Linked DNA regions of Mus musculus: regions 1, 2, 4 and 5 are each linked to region 3. A link is a contact called in public Micro-C and promoter capture Hi-C data. All regions are on one chromosome and are shown on one strand. Each heading gives the region's core, a stretch centred on a gene start, on an enhancer-like site or on the middle of the called end of the contact. The rest is flanking DNA. Distances are from core to core; before and after follow the strand shown.

Region 1 (2,700 bases), core at 29-2,528, 590 kb before region 3:
GGAGAAGGCCAAAAGGAATTGCTCGTGATGATTTCTCAGACACATTATTAGCCAGTCTGGGCTGAGCCTCTACTAAAGAGACGGATACATTTATCAAAATAGAAGCCTGAAAGAACTCTGACTTGCAAAGTCCTCTTGTGAAATCAGGGGACACGCAAACTTTTATAGACTTTCCAGGCTCACGGGAAGACTAGAATACATGGCAGTTTCATGCTTAACTATAGAAAAGAGAAGATGGGTGGGCTGTAGCTGGCAAAGTCTCAAAGGACAGCTGGGGAGCAGGGGAACCAAAAAAGAGAAGATAGGCAAGTCTCTGGGCAAATTGTATAGCCAAGGGCGATCATTATTATGGCTGGAGAGTTGTTACATAATTACTTTTTAACTCCTGACACATACCTACATAGCTTACAATAACCACTGAAGCTACTGTATGTGCAACAGCCAAGGTTTCTCCATTTAATTTCATTCAAAGAAAATAAGTAATCTGGAAGCTATTCCTTTCTAAGATAACTTGTCTGCTTTTACACATACAAAACAGCCTCCGGGAAAGCCAATTTGTCTCTCTAGAAACAAAATTCGGTGTTTCTCTTCAATATTGTTTTCTTAAATTTTTTTTAAAGGCGAGAGATACAGAGGTACATTCACCGAGCCAAATATATGATCACCTCGCTAAAAAACGACTTCCATTCCAAAGTGGAGGATGTGATAAGGGTCCCTCCCCCATCCGTACCCATACCGCTGGCGCAAAACGCAAGACCACAGTGTCCGATGTACTGCATTCCAGCATTTGTCAAAAAGTTTACGAGGATTTATCGAAGCGACGGAGTAAAAAACAATAAAACAAGCAAAAACGGAGGAAAGCGAGCAAGAAGATGCTAGCGAGGTAGAAGCGGTAAAGCGCCCAGCGGCGCAGTGCAAGGCCCGACAACCGGGAAGCGACCCAGCCCCCCGCAGAGCGATCGCCCAGCGGAGCGCGGGGGTTGGCAGGCTCCGGGTCTCAGTAGCTCAGGGTCCCTGATACCCTAACCCGGGCCCCGCCTCCGATCCCCTCCCCAGCCCTTCCCCCGCAGCGCCGGGGACGCCCGCCGGGCCAGCTTGGCCCCGGGTCAGCGCTGCGGAGCGCCGCACAACCGCGGAGGCCGCCGGCGCCCTTACCTCCTTCTGCTTAGGGTCCTGCGGGTAGACGTCGGGCGGCCCGAGCCGCGGGCGCTTCAGCGGTCTCTGCTCATAGCTGAGAAGCCCGAAGGCGGCCATGATCTCTCATGTTAACCGGCGAAATGAATGAGAGTTGGAGCTGGAGCTGGAGCAGCCGCCTCTGAGCACCAGGGAGCAGCACTTTGCAGACAGACTCCCTCTTCCCTCCACTCTGGCTCGCCGTGGCGCTGCAGGCAGGAGAAAAAGCAGGTTGGAGACGGCCGCTGCCCGCGCGCAGACGCGCTCAGGGGGGCCGCCTTCGTGGGCACCCCGCTGCGCCGAGCCCCGGGACGCCTGCTCCGCGGGCGGCGGCGGCGGCGCCCGGGCTGGAGGTCGGCCAGGGTCCGCCGCGGCCACGGCCTCCCGCCACCCCCACTCGGTCCCCAGGGGGAGGAGCAGATGATGGGAACGTGTGACTTTCTTCACCAATGAACCCAAACCCACCCAGAGGGGCCCAGGCTGGGGTGGGGGAGGGGCATAAAGGGGGAAAAAACTTTTCTTGGCGCCTAGGCGGGAGGCTCGGTGCCCGCCGAGAGCTAGGCGTCCTCGGGCACGCGAGGTGCTGCGCAGCGGCCCGCGCCCACTTCCTGGCTCGCCATGCCCGGCGCTCGCAGCTTTGCACTCGGAGGACCCGCCGCCCGGGCACGGAACCGCGGACGCGGAGGGAGAGAGGCCGCGAGAGGCGAGGATGCGGACGCCGAGCGAGGCCGGTGCCTCCGGGTTCAGCCAGTGCACGAGCTGCGCGGGTCCCCTCGGCGGCGCCGGGGCGCTTTGCTGGCTGCCGGCTGCAGCGGCCGCGGCGGCTGGAGGGGGCCGCGCTCGCTGTGGCGCGGGGCCGACTTAACCCTTTGCTGGCCCTCCCGGGGCTGGGGAGGGGGTGAGCAGAGGTGGCCGCGAGCACCGACGGACACATCGGGAGCACGGGCGACTGGGCTCCCCGGGCCACCCCTAGACGTCGCGCGCCCTGATCCCCACCCCCAACAGTTTACCTGTTGGTCCCTAGCTAGCGGCTAGGCAGGGGCGGGCAGCCGGGACGCCCTGGCGGCCGCAGCCTCCATCGCTCCGTTAGGGTTGGGGAATTGGATTTGACGTTGCGAGGTGTCTGGCTCGCCAGACTGCGGACGCCGCGAAGTTTGCGGCTGCCTGGGGGCGTCGCTCGCTGTCGCCAGCGTTCTCGCCCCCACGGCCCGGGAGCGCGAGCTCCCGAGTTGGCGGACGGCGGCGCGGCGGCCGCACTGAGCATGCCCAGCTTGGCGGCCGGACCGCGGAGGAGTTGGCTGCGAGCGCCTCGAGCGCTCCCATCTGCCTCTCCGGGTTTTCGCAGCCGCAGAGCGCGCATTCCACGGGCCCTGCGCCCCAGCTGGCTGCAGGGTTAACCCGGCTATGGAACCAGCCCCAGGAGGGACCCCGGGCCTCGAGCTGCGCCCTCCGCCTCGACCCCTCCTGGGGTCGCCATCCCGGCAGCCTAGGCGAAACCTCACCTGCTCGCATCACAGGGATGGGAAC
Region 2 (2,700 bases), core at 119-2,618, 680 kb after region 3:
CTTTTTGCCTGATTCTACAATATTACACTTTATATCTTCCTCTTGACCCGCATAAAAACAAAAACAAAAACAAAAAAAAAACTATACCTGAAATTAACTCTATGGCCATAGATTATAAAAAGAAGAAAAAAGTCTATTAATGAATCCCTGTGGCCCTCCACACTCAACTCCTATTTAAAGACCACAGTCCTCTGAAATGAATTCTTTTTGACCCATTAAAAACTGTCTTTAAACAAGGCTTGATGGCTAGTAATTCCAGTACTGAGTAAGCTGAGGCAAAAGAATGGAAGTCTGAGATCAGACTGGGCTACATGTAAGGACCATGTCTCAAATAAATAAACAATGACCCTGTGGCCAATTAAACTCTCAAAAGTTCTTCCCTAAATCTTTAAATAGCCTGTCTCTACTGGCTCTTGGGAGGCACGGCCACTTTACTGTATTGTATCAGAAAGTGCAGCTGTCTTCTGGGCACTGCTGAAAGGAACGCAGTTTCCACTGGAACTGCTGCATCACTGGTAGAAAACAGTATAATCCAGGCAGGTTTGGGGCAGACATCAGCCTATAGCAGCTGCCCACGGTGCTGAAATTGAAGATTAAAATGGGAGTTATGGAAATTAACTACTGCCAGATTAGAAGAAAATAGGGCAATTGACCATAAGCAAGCAGAGAACATGCAGCAAAGTTGTTTCCCTCTCAGGGGCAGATCAATTCAATAAGCGTCCTTGCAAAAAAGTTCGGACTTCCAACATTGGGTAGGAAAAAAAAAAAAAAAGGCAGTATGTGGCCCTAGCAAGGTCACGTCCAAGCCTGTGAGCTGAGCTTTTACGGAAGGAAAGGGGAGTGGGTGAGAAAAGGAAGGAAGCAAGCGATGAGATTTTCTTCTTCTTCTTTTTAAAGACAAAACAGCCCGAGAGTATTTTCGCCGAGGACTTAAGAGGCAAGTCCTGGACTAGAGAAGTCTTCCAAGTATCTTTCCAGGCCACGGGGACCTCTGGAAGGGGCCGTGGGAAGCAAAATCCATAGCCCGACAACTTCAGATCTACCAGCCCGCAGGATGGGATGCTAAGGACTCCTCTCCCGCACGGGCCTGTGCTGTCACTGCACGTAGCAGAGGAGCCCGACCGTCCCCACCTCGGGCTACCGCACCCAGGCCGGAGTGGGTGTGTTCTCCCGGCCAGGCCCGACAACCCCCGCCTACCGCTGCGGAGCCACGCTGGTTCTTACCTGAAGTCCGCCCCCGGAACCTAGGCTCACGGCCACCCAAGAGAAGTCGCTACCCGGACTTCATGACTGAGTATCCGCACTGAGCCCCTACCCAAGCAAGTCGGAGAAGGGACCACAACAGCGGGCAAGCGGAAGTCCCGCCTCCCATGCCTCATTGGCCCATACTCGGAGGTAAAGAAATATTATTGGGCTGTGATGTTGCCCGTCACGGCCCCGCCCCTCTCGCGGAGTCGCGCAGCCTGCCTCTGCTGGGTTGGGAGAATTGCCCAGTTTTTGAGTGTCGTTCTGAACCGCGTGATACATCATCCCTATTAGGAACGGGGAAGATGAGGGAGGGACGGCTTTTGGAAGCCCTGGGTGCGGTGGAGAAGCCACCCTGGACTGCCCCAGCCTGATCCGCAGATGATTGGCTTGCAGAGTGAGGCCCTAGCGAAGGCTGTGTGTCTGAGTGGCCCGCAGCGATCCGAGGCCGAAGAGCCGCGAAGTGTCTTGCACCCTCCCGGGAGAGGGCCGATGAGGGCGGGGAACTCCGGGTGACGCCTTGCGCTGGAATCCAGGTCGGGTTAGAACTAACCGCCCGAGGTTTATGCAAGAACCACGAGGCCTGGCAGGGAGCCGGGCTGATCAGCTCACTGCTTGACTAGCCAAAGTCCAACCACGCGATTCAGTCCTCAAAACAGCCTTTCAAAAACCATGTCACCTTTTGAGGAACGAAAATCTCATCCCTTGAGTTCTCATACTTTTTCACCCCCTAGTCTGAAAAAGCAGAGTTCTTGGATTGAAATGACCTATTGGGCCATCAACATTAACAGCTCCTAAACTACTGCCTTTTGTTTTTAATGCGGTTTGATGCAAAGATTCTGACATGCCCTAATCGAACTGGCCCTAATAAAGCATCTTTGAGGCCCATACTGGCATCAAATATTTAATTAACATGTTTGGATTTTGGTTGTGGGGGGAGTTATTACAGGAATGTAAGTTGTTTATAGCCTCGTTTGCTTCAGGAGCCCTAAGTAGGTGGGGAACAAGAATAGAAAGATTTCCTATTCTTTTTTCTTGTGCCTTTTAAACTAGAATCTACTCTAAATACCACTCAAGCAATTTAAGAAAACAAATGTAAGGGATTGAAGATTGAGTTCACAGTCAGCACCCAGAGCACTTGCCTAGCAAGCACTAGACTCTGGGTTACAGAAAAGGGAGGGAACAAAAAAGAATCAGATTAGAATAATAAGGACCATCAAAAACATTTTCAGCTGCATAGCCCATAATTGTATAGTTAATGTATTTTTCATGTATTGGGAAGAAGACATTCACAACTATATAACTGTGCTTTGACAAAGTCATGAAGGTCGAGATTGGGAATATTGTTATGAAGGCTAGAGTACTATACAGAGAGGTGCTATATCTTTTGATGCATCTTTAATTAAATTCTCTCAAAATGGTTTTCTATATTAAATTAGATTTCTTCCATAATAT
Region 3 (2,700 bases), core at 127-2,626:
CTACTCGGCCCAGGAGTGGACACCGAAGCGGCGGCCGCCGCCAGGGTCTGGGCGAGTGCCCCCGCCACGCTCCGGGCCGACACGCCACCGCCGCCTCCGTTGGCGGGCGCAGCTGAAGCGGCTGCCAGCTGCCCATCCAGGATGAGGTTCGGGGACACGGTCCCGGGAGTTTCCGCATCCCCGACATTGTTGAGCGTCTCTTCCGAGGAGCTACGCTCGCACACCTCCTCCGGGCCGTAATCCGTGGCCCGGGAAACGTCGAAGATCTCGGAGGACACGTCCTCCGTGCGCGACTCGTCCGGGTCGTCCAGGCTCTCGGTGTCCTCGGTGATGCTGGTGGCCACCTGAGCCGTGGTGACACTGGTGATCTGGAAGCAGCTCTTCTTCTTGGCCGGCATCTTGGACATGGTGGAAGAGGCTGGAGGGCAGAGGCTCCTCTGGGACCCCACCGGAAACCGAGAAGGGCCGAGCACGGGCCCCCAAAGACAAAGTCCGAGTTCGCGCCTGGGTCTACGGCCCACGCCGCCAAGTCACGGGCTGCTCTGGGCGCCGGCGTCTCGGCGCGACATCCTCCTCCTCCCTCCTCACCTCCCGCGGCAGGGGTGCCTCAATTCAACTCCTCAGCGACGGCCCGAGCGTGGTCCAGGGGCGGGCCGGCTGCTCCAACAGCTCAGCCTCCGCGGTCAGTCCAGCCCGGCGCTCGGCGCGGTCAGCAGGCCCGGCTGGGGGTGGAGCGCAGGGCGCAGGAGGCGGCGGCGGCGGCGTGAGGGGCGGTTCTGCCCCGCTCGGGCTCTCCTGGCCGGGTCCCGCGGCTGCTCCCGCGCGGCGACGCGGAGGAAGAAGGCGGAGCGGCGAGGCCGGGACCGGCGCTTCCTGACGGACGGGGCTGGAGGTCCGCGGCGGGAGGCAGCCCTCCGTCCCGGGCTCTAGCCCGAGCGCAGTCCGGGGGCCATGCCGGCGGTGGCGGCGGAAGCCCGCTCGGGGGCGGGGAAGGCCGGCAGTCTGGCCTCCCTCAGGGAGCCACCCGCGGCGGCGGCGGGCCCGGCCTCCTCGCGGCTCTGAGGCGCGTGAGGGGCGGCGGCGGCGGCTGAAGGAACGGCAAGCGAGCGGAGGTGCTCGGCGGCGTGAGGGGAACCGGTGGCGGCGCCTTCCGCTTCTCCGCGGCGCGGCCGGCTCGGAGACTCCGGAGGGAAAAAACAAAACAAAACAAAACAGAAATTCAAACTGCTGAAGCAGCGGCTGCAGCTCCCTCCACTCGGCCAAGATGGGGCTGAAATGGCCGCGCCAGGGATGCTGGGAGGAGCAGCAGCCCCGCAGCCGCTGCCGCCGCAGACTAAAATGCCGCCGCTGCCGCAGCCACCGCCAGCGCCGCAGCCGCCGCCGTTCCGTGACGCGCCGGCGTCGTGACGTCACCGCCCCGCCCCCTCCGGTTTCCTGCGGCTTCGCGTGGAGGCTTGAGGGGGGTTCGTGGGCGGGGCCAAGGGGGTAGAGAAAAGGGAGCGGGTTCTTTTATTTAAAAAATTTTTAAATTTAAATTTCCACACTGCAGGTTCACTAGGAGAGGAAAAGCCAGAAGACGGTTTTAATTTGTAAGCCTGGGGCATCGCATGGTTTAGGGCCGGCGTGTGGCGATCCTGGATGACTGGAGGTCATGTGCTCGGTCTAATGTTTAGCATAGTCTTAGAGGAACCTGGGCGATAGGGGAAAAAAGTAGGGCGATCCAGCTGCCGAAGAGGTGCATAGCTGGAGAAAGCGAACCGGGTTAAAAGTCCTGAAAATATATGTTAACTAGGATAGTGGGAGAAGTGAGATTTAAGAGAAACGAGGGTGACTAACACAGAACATCAAGCCAGACTGAGTTAGAAAGATGATCTTTCAGACAGAAATTCTGTCTATAAAAAGCGGCGGCGACAGGGATGGTTACTTGCCCAAAGTAAAGTCGGTTTCGAAAAAGATTAGGAGTTAATAACATATTCCAAATTTTCACTTGTTGTGGTTCAAGGCTGGAAGAGTTCATTTAAACTTTCGAGACGTTGAACATGAAATCTGCTTATAGGTTCCAACGTTGAAAAGCCTACAGTGTTAAATAAGTGTAGCTCTTTTGATTGTTCTAAGGCTCCTGTTAGAGCCATGTTGTTCTTTGGTTTGCTTTGGATCATGCACAGTAAGAGAATACCTTTTTCTTCCACTACTAAGTCAGACAGCAGCTCTGAAAGTGCCACTGAATTTTTCCATCTTGTAGCTACTTCCCAATCAAAATCGAGTCTTGTTGTTATGAGACCTCTTGTAGCCCAGGCTACTTACTTAAACCAAAGTGGCCTTGAACTTGTAGTGAGCTTCCTGCCTCTGCCTCCCAAGTGCTGGCAAGTGTCTCCACATTGGGAGAGTGAGGATGTTATTTTAAACACCGACCACTCTTGAACTCTTGACACATGAAAACAACTCTAAGTTAGCTAAAATCTGAGAAGTTTTGCTGGAAATTAAGATGTCAGATTTGTTGCAGCTTTTAGAGATCATATCAGGCTGACTCGTTTAAAGTAGTTTACTCAGTTCTCTAATCTTTAAAGAACTCTTTGATCCAAAAACGGATTGAAAATTAAAATTTACACAACACTTTCTAGGTATTTAGCTGTAATGTATGGAGATAGATATTTTAAACTCAATAGAAACTGTCCTTCAAACCCAAGTGACAGAGGTCAG
Region 4 (2,700 bases), core at 27-2,526, 840 kb after region 3:
GTTCTCTCTTCTGTCTTAAAGTAAAAATGATGGAGTGGCTTGCATTTGTCCCTTCACCTTGCTGTTAGGTCACAGTTGTCTTCATTTTCCTGTAGCACTGTCAACTGTGGATTTAATTTTGACTTTTATGTCTCTCTTTAATATGGTGAGGCACAGTGCCTGCATTTGATACAATTCTGCTGACAAACTTCCATGCAGCCTTGGCTAAGCAAAGTGCTTTGCGTGTATTGCCTCATTTAACCTATCTAATAAACTTGTCTATTAGAATCTGTGGGTCGGGTAGGGGCTTTCTGGAATGTAACTTAAAAAGCAGCCACCCTTTCTTGGAGAGAAGGAATAGTTGAGCAGCTGGCAGTGGGAAGGGCAAGGCCTCCTCCCTCTTCCCGGCAGCTGTCTTACCAGGCCAGACCTCCTCTCTCCAAAGGCTGGGGTCTCCACCTCTGGCCCATGTCCAGTCGGGTGGGAGGCTGTGTGGCTTTTTCCGGGTCACTGGCACACCCTCTCTATCCTAGCCACCTGCCCCTGTTCCATTCCAGTTCCAGGCTCCCTAGAGCGACCCAGGGACATTCCAATCCTCCCACTACCCTCGCAAACGCCGCGGGAGGAGGGAAGGGGGCGCAATTGCTTGGCCTTCTAGAACGCAGCTTTGTCTCGGCCTTCTAAGGATTGATGAAAGGCTTGAAAGTTGGTAGTTTACAATCGACTCCTCGGTGAAGCCGCATCTTCAGCAACAGCGGCACTTTTTGGGAAACCGTCTCGCAGACAACTGAAAGCCAAACAGCCAAGTTGTCTCCCCAGCAGACCAAATATGGTCACAAGCGTTAAGCAGCCTTCCGTGGAAAGTCTGGCCTCGCGGGTGTCTCCCTGAGCCAGGGTGCGCCCCGGTCCGACCTCTGGCAGATCCGCGCCCCGTGCCACATTCCGGGTGCTGGGCGCTCCCCTTAAGACGAGGGCAAGCGCTCAGGACAGACTCATTCTGGGCCTTGGACCCTCAACCGAGGGCCCTCCGTTATTCTCCGATTTGGTTTTTGTCCATAACCCCTTGATTTAACAGGCTTGAACCATTTTCTCTTTGATCCCGCCCCAAGTCAGTGGTAAACTCAAAGGAATGCAGATAGGCGCTCGGCGGGAGAGGTCGGAGCGGCGCGGCGGGGCGGGGGCACGGTCTCTCCCGAGCTGCGAAGTGCCCAGCCCACCCCCGCCAGCCGGGCTAGGGTGGGAGGAGGAGGAAGAGGAGGGGCGTGGGGCAGGCTGGCTCCGGCCAGGAGGTCATGCATAATTCAACAGCTCCACTTTCGGCCCGCCTCTTTCCTAAGGGTGGGAGTTTGCTTCAAACTTTGTTTATGGGACAGTCCGGGAGCCGCGGCGGCTGCGCTCGTCTACGTCTTCTCTGTCGCCTCCTCGCGCAGTGGGAGCGCCCGAGGCCGGTTCCGGGGATGTAAGAGGATAAGCCTTCGGCTGCTGGGAATCCGCTCGGGATCTGCCAGCCGGGACCGGGTTCCAGCTCGTCAGTTCGGGAGGCGCCCAGGCTTGGCTTCCCCGAGTCCCCAGGTAGCTCCCGCCGCGCCCCGCACCCTCTGTGGCGTCCGGCTCTTAGACGACCGCAGTCGGGACGCCTGGGGTTGCCGGTGGGGGTATTGGGCAGGGGAAGCTGCGACTGGGTCTGGTGCAGGCACCCCCCCCCCCCTTCCTCCCGCGGCTGCCTGCTCAGGGGAGCTTCTCTGTTGCGGGAAAGTTGCATAATCTCGGAGGCCAGGGGCGCCCCCTCCCCCACCGGCTGGTCCCTGGACCCATACCTAACTGTCTCTAGGTTCTCTCTGTCCTTCCCCGGGACTACCCCCTCCTCCTCTGACTTGCACCAAAAGGCTGATCTGATCTTTCTTTTTTCTTGTAGAAAGATGAATCCGTCCTCGGTGCCCCATCCGCTCCCGCCGCCAGGGCAGCAAGTCATCCACGTCACGCAGGACCTGGACACCGACCTCGAAGCCCTCTTCAACTCTGTCATGAACCCCAAGCCCAGCTCATGGCGGAAAAAGATCCTCCCGGAGTCCTTCTTTAAGGAGCCCGATTCCGGCTCGCACTCGCGCCAATCCAGCACAGACTCATCAGGCGGCCACCCGGGGCCTCGACTAGCTGGCGGCGCGCAGCACGTCCGCTCGCACTCGTCGCCCGCATCCCTGCAGCTGGGCACCGGTGCGGGAGCCGCTGGAGGCCCTGCACAGCAGCATGCACATCTCCGCCAGCAGTCCTATGACGTGACCGACGAGCTGCCGTTGCCCCCCGGGTGGGAGATGACCTTCACGGCCACTGGCCAGAGATACTTCCTTAAGTAAGTCTGCCGGCAGTCAAGAGGGGCAAAGTTGTGATGCCCTGGACGCTCGTGTGTTCGTGGCGTGTGTGTGTGTGTGTGTGTGTGTGTGTGTGTGTGTGTGAAAGAGAGACAGAGACAGAGAGAGAGAGACAGAGAGAGACTGAGAGACTGACTCTTCCAAGGTGCTTCAGAGATCTGCTAAGATAAAAAAGTAGGGGATGAATCTCTGGGAGTTGTACTTGACTAGAACAGAGAACGTTTCATGAAGTGGAAACTGCTTAAGCCCTAAGAGATCCAGGCCATTGGAAAACTTAAACTTGGGGAAAGGAATTTTGAGCGACTTTGGCCTAAATCTGGGTCTTAGGCCCTTAGCGCCTTCACTTAAGTTA
Region 5 (2,700 bases), core at 138-2,637, 740 kb after region 3:
GCATGAGAAGGTCCACATGTAGCTTCTGGGAACCTGTTCCCAGCTGGTCCTGATTAGTAAATAAAGATGCCAGCAGCCAAGAGCTAGGGAGGAAAGACAGAGGTGGGATTTTAGGATTTCCGGGGCTTGGGCCCAGGAGGAAGAAGAAGGAGAGCCACCATGCAGGGTCCATTCATAGAGCCTGCCATGGAGTAGAGAAGCAAGAAGAGTGGCCCAGAAAATGTGACCCAGAGGGTTGACTAATCAGAGTTAAGAGCAGCCAAGATGGAATGTAGGAGTTAGTAAATAACAACTCGGAATTGTCAGCAGGAAGTAGATTCTAGCAGCATGGAGGTTAGGAAGTTGCTCAGCTATTGTGTTGCTTGAGGCACATTAAAATATAAACACTGAAGTGTGTGTGTGTATGTGTGTGTGTGTGTGTGTGTGTTTGTGTGTGTGTGTGTGTGTATTCATTCAAGAACATCAACCATTTGAGGTGGGAAGTAACCCAGGCACACACCACCACCACCACCACCACCCAACATATGTGTGGAGCCCACAGAGACTAGAAAAAAAAAATCAGAGGCACCAAAGTGGATTTACAGGCATTTGTGAGCTGCCTGATGTGTTGATATGTGTGCTGGGAACTGAACTTGGGTCCTGTGGAAAAGCAGCAAGTGCTCTAAGACACTGTACCATTAAAAGACAGCCCCTCTCCACTGTCTTTTAATTACATTGTATAATAACTTCTGCCTGACTATAAGTATTTCTGGGACAAATTTGTCAGATACTTACCTGAGGGAGCCAAGGGAAGCATGAATGTTCTTACTGAGTGAGACTGAGATTATTACAACCTATGCTCAGAACACTTAGCCCACTGGGCACAGCTTGCCAGGCTGGCTTCATGTGTAACAGAAGAAACCCTGAACCCGTTCAACTGGTTTCAGTCAATGAAATGCACTCTCAATCAAAATACTGGAAACTCATATTTCATCAGTAACATCATTCCTCTAAGAATTTCTGAGATGTGTATGTTATATTATGACAGTGGTATCCGGGAAGAGGAATGGAGTTAACATACTGTAAGCAGGAACAGGCTCCAGGAGAACCCGAGAAGAATTTAGCTTTGGGTTGGCTTTTGTCTCTTGAGACAGTTATGTAGAAAACTTTCTATGTACATGAGGCTGGTGTTCAACTCCTGATCCTACTGCCTCTACCTCCCAACCTCTCAAGTCCTATAACTACAGGCAAGGTGTGGTAAGTGGCTGGGTTGGCTGAAATTGCATGAAGGACTTGAAACTCAGGTAGTCACTTCTACGAAAACCTCTGTGGTGGAGACATTCTGGGGCCGTGCCATGCCCTTGCATGTGCTCAGCCACCGAAAGACTGCTGAAGACAAATGTTAACAGTCCTGCCACCACTGAAGGGGAAGTATAGCCAGTTTCACTTCTCCAGACTGCTGGAAAGGTACTCCTATTTCCCCGCCCCCTCCTTGGGCTTGGTTGGTTCAAGTATTGCTGAGAGGATTAACATTCCCTCAACTTAACATTTTTACTTCTGATGTCTCAATTCTACTTGCTTTCCTATTTGGACTCTAAAATAAAAGGAATAATGAAACTGAAAAAAAAATCTATATTAGGTATTTCTGTTTTACAGTATTTGTATTTGGTATTTTGTGTTACATCACTAGTAAGTAATAATAGTAACTCTAGTGTGTTCGATAAGAAGCAGGCCACGCAGATGAGGAAGAACAGACACAGTTAAGAAAACTGTTCCTTGTGTTCTCACTTGGATCCAGCCTCCGGACAGAACCTCAGAAAAGGGACTTTTTTAATTGGCCAAAGGTGAAAAGCCCAGTCTCTCCACATTAAGCACAGAAGAGTGGAGAAGTGCTCTCTGTTCTGTTTGCTCTGGGAGCACAGGATACAAGCTGGCCGCACTCCACTTCTAGATCTGGATCTGTAGCATAAACCCCAGAGCCCTGAGTCTTCATCCCTTGGCTCAAAGCAGGGGCCAAGTGATGTCCTCAGGGCAGGGAGTGAAACCAAGCCACAGAAGAAAAGTGGCTTTATATTTCCCCACTTTGCACACACATCCTGGGAAGGAGAAATGCTCAGAGTCCTGCATCCCTAACAACCCTCGGACAGTGAGTGTCCCCTTTTCTCTCCTGCAGAAGGAAGACAAACCCACTCTCTATGTGTTCAATGCCGTGACCCAGGAGATGATGCCAATAATGGAGAACATGTCTCTCTTGGATAAAAAGGTGTCTGACCTGAGAATGCTGGTAACTCTGAGATGCGGCTTCCCTGTGAGTGTCTACTGTCTCCGGACACCAACGGGACTGGAGATGTATGACTGCAACACCCTCAAGGATTACCAGACTGATATCGGTAATGCCTGCCACATTTCATGTCAGCTGCCACCCAGGACTAGGGCTCTTTTATGCCAGGTTTTGCAGCTTTTCTAGAGGAAATGGAAACCTTGGTTTTTATATTCATACTGTTAGGCTTATTTATTTACCCTAAAATAGCCAATACATTATGTGACTTAACGATCAGAAGTATAAAAAGATGTACAGTAATAACTCTCCCTGGCCCCCTAAGCACTTGGTCTCTTCCTATAGGAAACCCTGGTTGGTATCAAGATTTAAAATCACAAATTACATCACACCAAATGGAGCTGTTGCAAATTGAAACCTCAGGAGGCACCCTGAGGGTGTCA

What was found. Promoter capture Hi-C pulls out the DNA fragments that hold promoters and counts their contacts. A called contact is a pair of places that touch in the nucleus more often than the background predicts.
Region 1: a contact with region 3 is called in a Micro-C map of embryonic stem cells, with 8 times the contacts expected there. The contact joins the promoter of Med12l here to the promoter of Tsc22d2 in region 3. A contact is called at or near these places in 2 of 39 promoter capture datasets (the HPC-7 cell line and hippocampal neurons), 5 of 484 Hi-C or Micro-C datasets (cerebellum, embryonic stem cells and pre-megakaryocyte-erythroid progenitors) and 3 of 115 datasets of contacts at active chromatin or transcription factors (astrocytes and embryonic stem cells).
Region 2: a Micro-C map of embryonic stem cells shows a contact between it and region 3, with 6 times the contacts expected there. The contact joins the promoter of Rnf13 here to the promoter of Tsc22d2 in region 3. A contact is called at or near these places in 11 of 39 promoter capture datasets (the 3T3-L1 cell line, the C10 cell line, cranial neural crest and 6 more), 13 of 484 Hi-C or Micro-C datasets (CD4 T cells, CD8 T cells, the N1E-115 cell line and 8 more), 15 of 115 datasets of contacts at active chromatin or transcription factors (the 230-238 cell line, astrocytes, bone marrow-derived macrophages and 9 more) and 2 of 9 other capture datasets (adipose tissue and embryonic stem cells).
Region 4: a contact with region 3 is called in a Micro-C map of embryonic stem cells, with 4 times the contacts expected there. The contact joins the promoter of Wwtr1 here to the promoter of Tsc22d2 in region 3. A contact is called at or near these places in 1 of 39 promoter capture datasets (liver), 6 of 484 Hi-C or Micro-C datasets (embryonic stem cells, myocytes, nephron progenitors and 1 more) and 3 of 115 datasets of contacts at active chromatin or transcription factors (all in embryonic stem cells).
Region 5: a contact with region 3 is called in a promoter capture Hi-C map of pre-B cells, with 3 times the contacts expected there. The contact joins the enhancer-like site here to the promoter of Tsc22d2 in region 3. A contact is called at or near these places in 5 of 39 promoter capture datasets (the C10 cell line, the SN4741 cell line, embryonic stem cells and 2 more) and 11 of 115 datasets of contacts at active chromatin or transcription factors (the 230-238 cell line, astrocytes, bone marrow-derived macrophages and 7 more).

The regions. Positions count from the first base shown.
Region 1 is chr3:59,005,556-59,008,255 of GRCm38.p6, reverse strand. Med12l (mediator complex subunit 12-like) reads right to left here and starts at 1,278. Exons shown (of 44, transcript NM_177855.3): 1 at 1,156-1,278. The coding sequence starts at 1,254.
Region 2 is chr3:57,734,725-57,737,424 of GRCm38.p6, reverse strand. It overlaps Rnf13 (ring finger protein 13), which reads right to left and starts at 1,368. Exons shown (of 10, transcript NM_001113413.3): 1 at 1,225-1,368.
Region 3 is chr3:58,413,396-58,416,095 of GRCm38.p6, reverse strand. It overlaps Tsc22d2 (TSC22 domain family, member 2), which reads right to left and starts at 1,376. Exons shown (of 4, transcript NM_001081229.2): 1 at 1-1,376. The coding sequence starts at 407.
Region 4 is chr3:57,574,452-57,577,151 of GRCm38.p6, reverse strand. It overlaps Wwtr1 (WW domain containing transcription regulator 1), which reads left to right and starts at 1,276. Exons shown (of 7, transcript NM_133784.3): 1 at 1,276-1,551; 2 at 1,895-2,329. The coding sequence starts at 1,899.
Region 5 is chr3:57,672,453-57,675,152 of GRCm38.p6, reverse strand. Ankub1 (ankrin repeat and ubiquitin domain containing 1) reads left to right here. Exons shown (of 4, transcript NM_001033349.2): 3 at 2,153-2,369. Among named protein-coding and RNA genes, the nearest start is that of Ankub1, 19 kb to the left of the region's middle. Within about 2 kb of position 1,387, at least 52 of the 459 cell types and tissues checked have an H3K27ac peak or open chromatin away from gene starts, as enhancers often do. A contact at or near this core is called in the 230-238 cell line, bone marrow-derived macrophages, pre-B cells and 1 more, where this site is marked.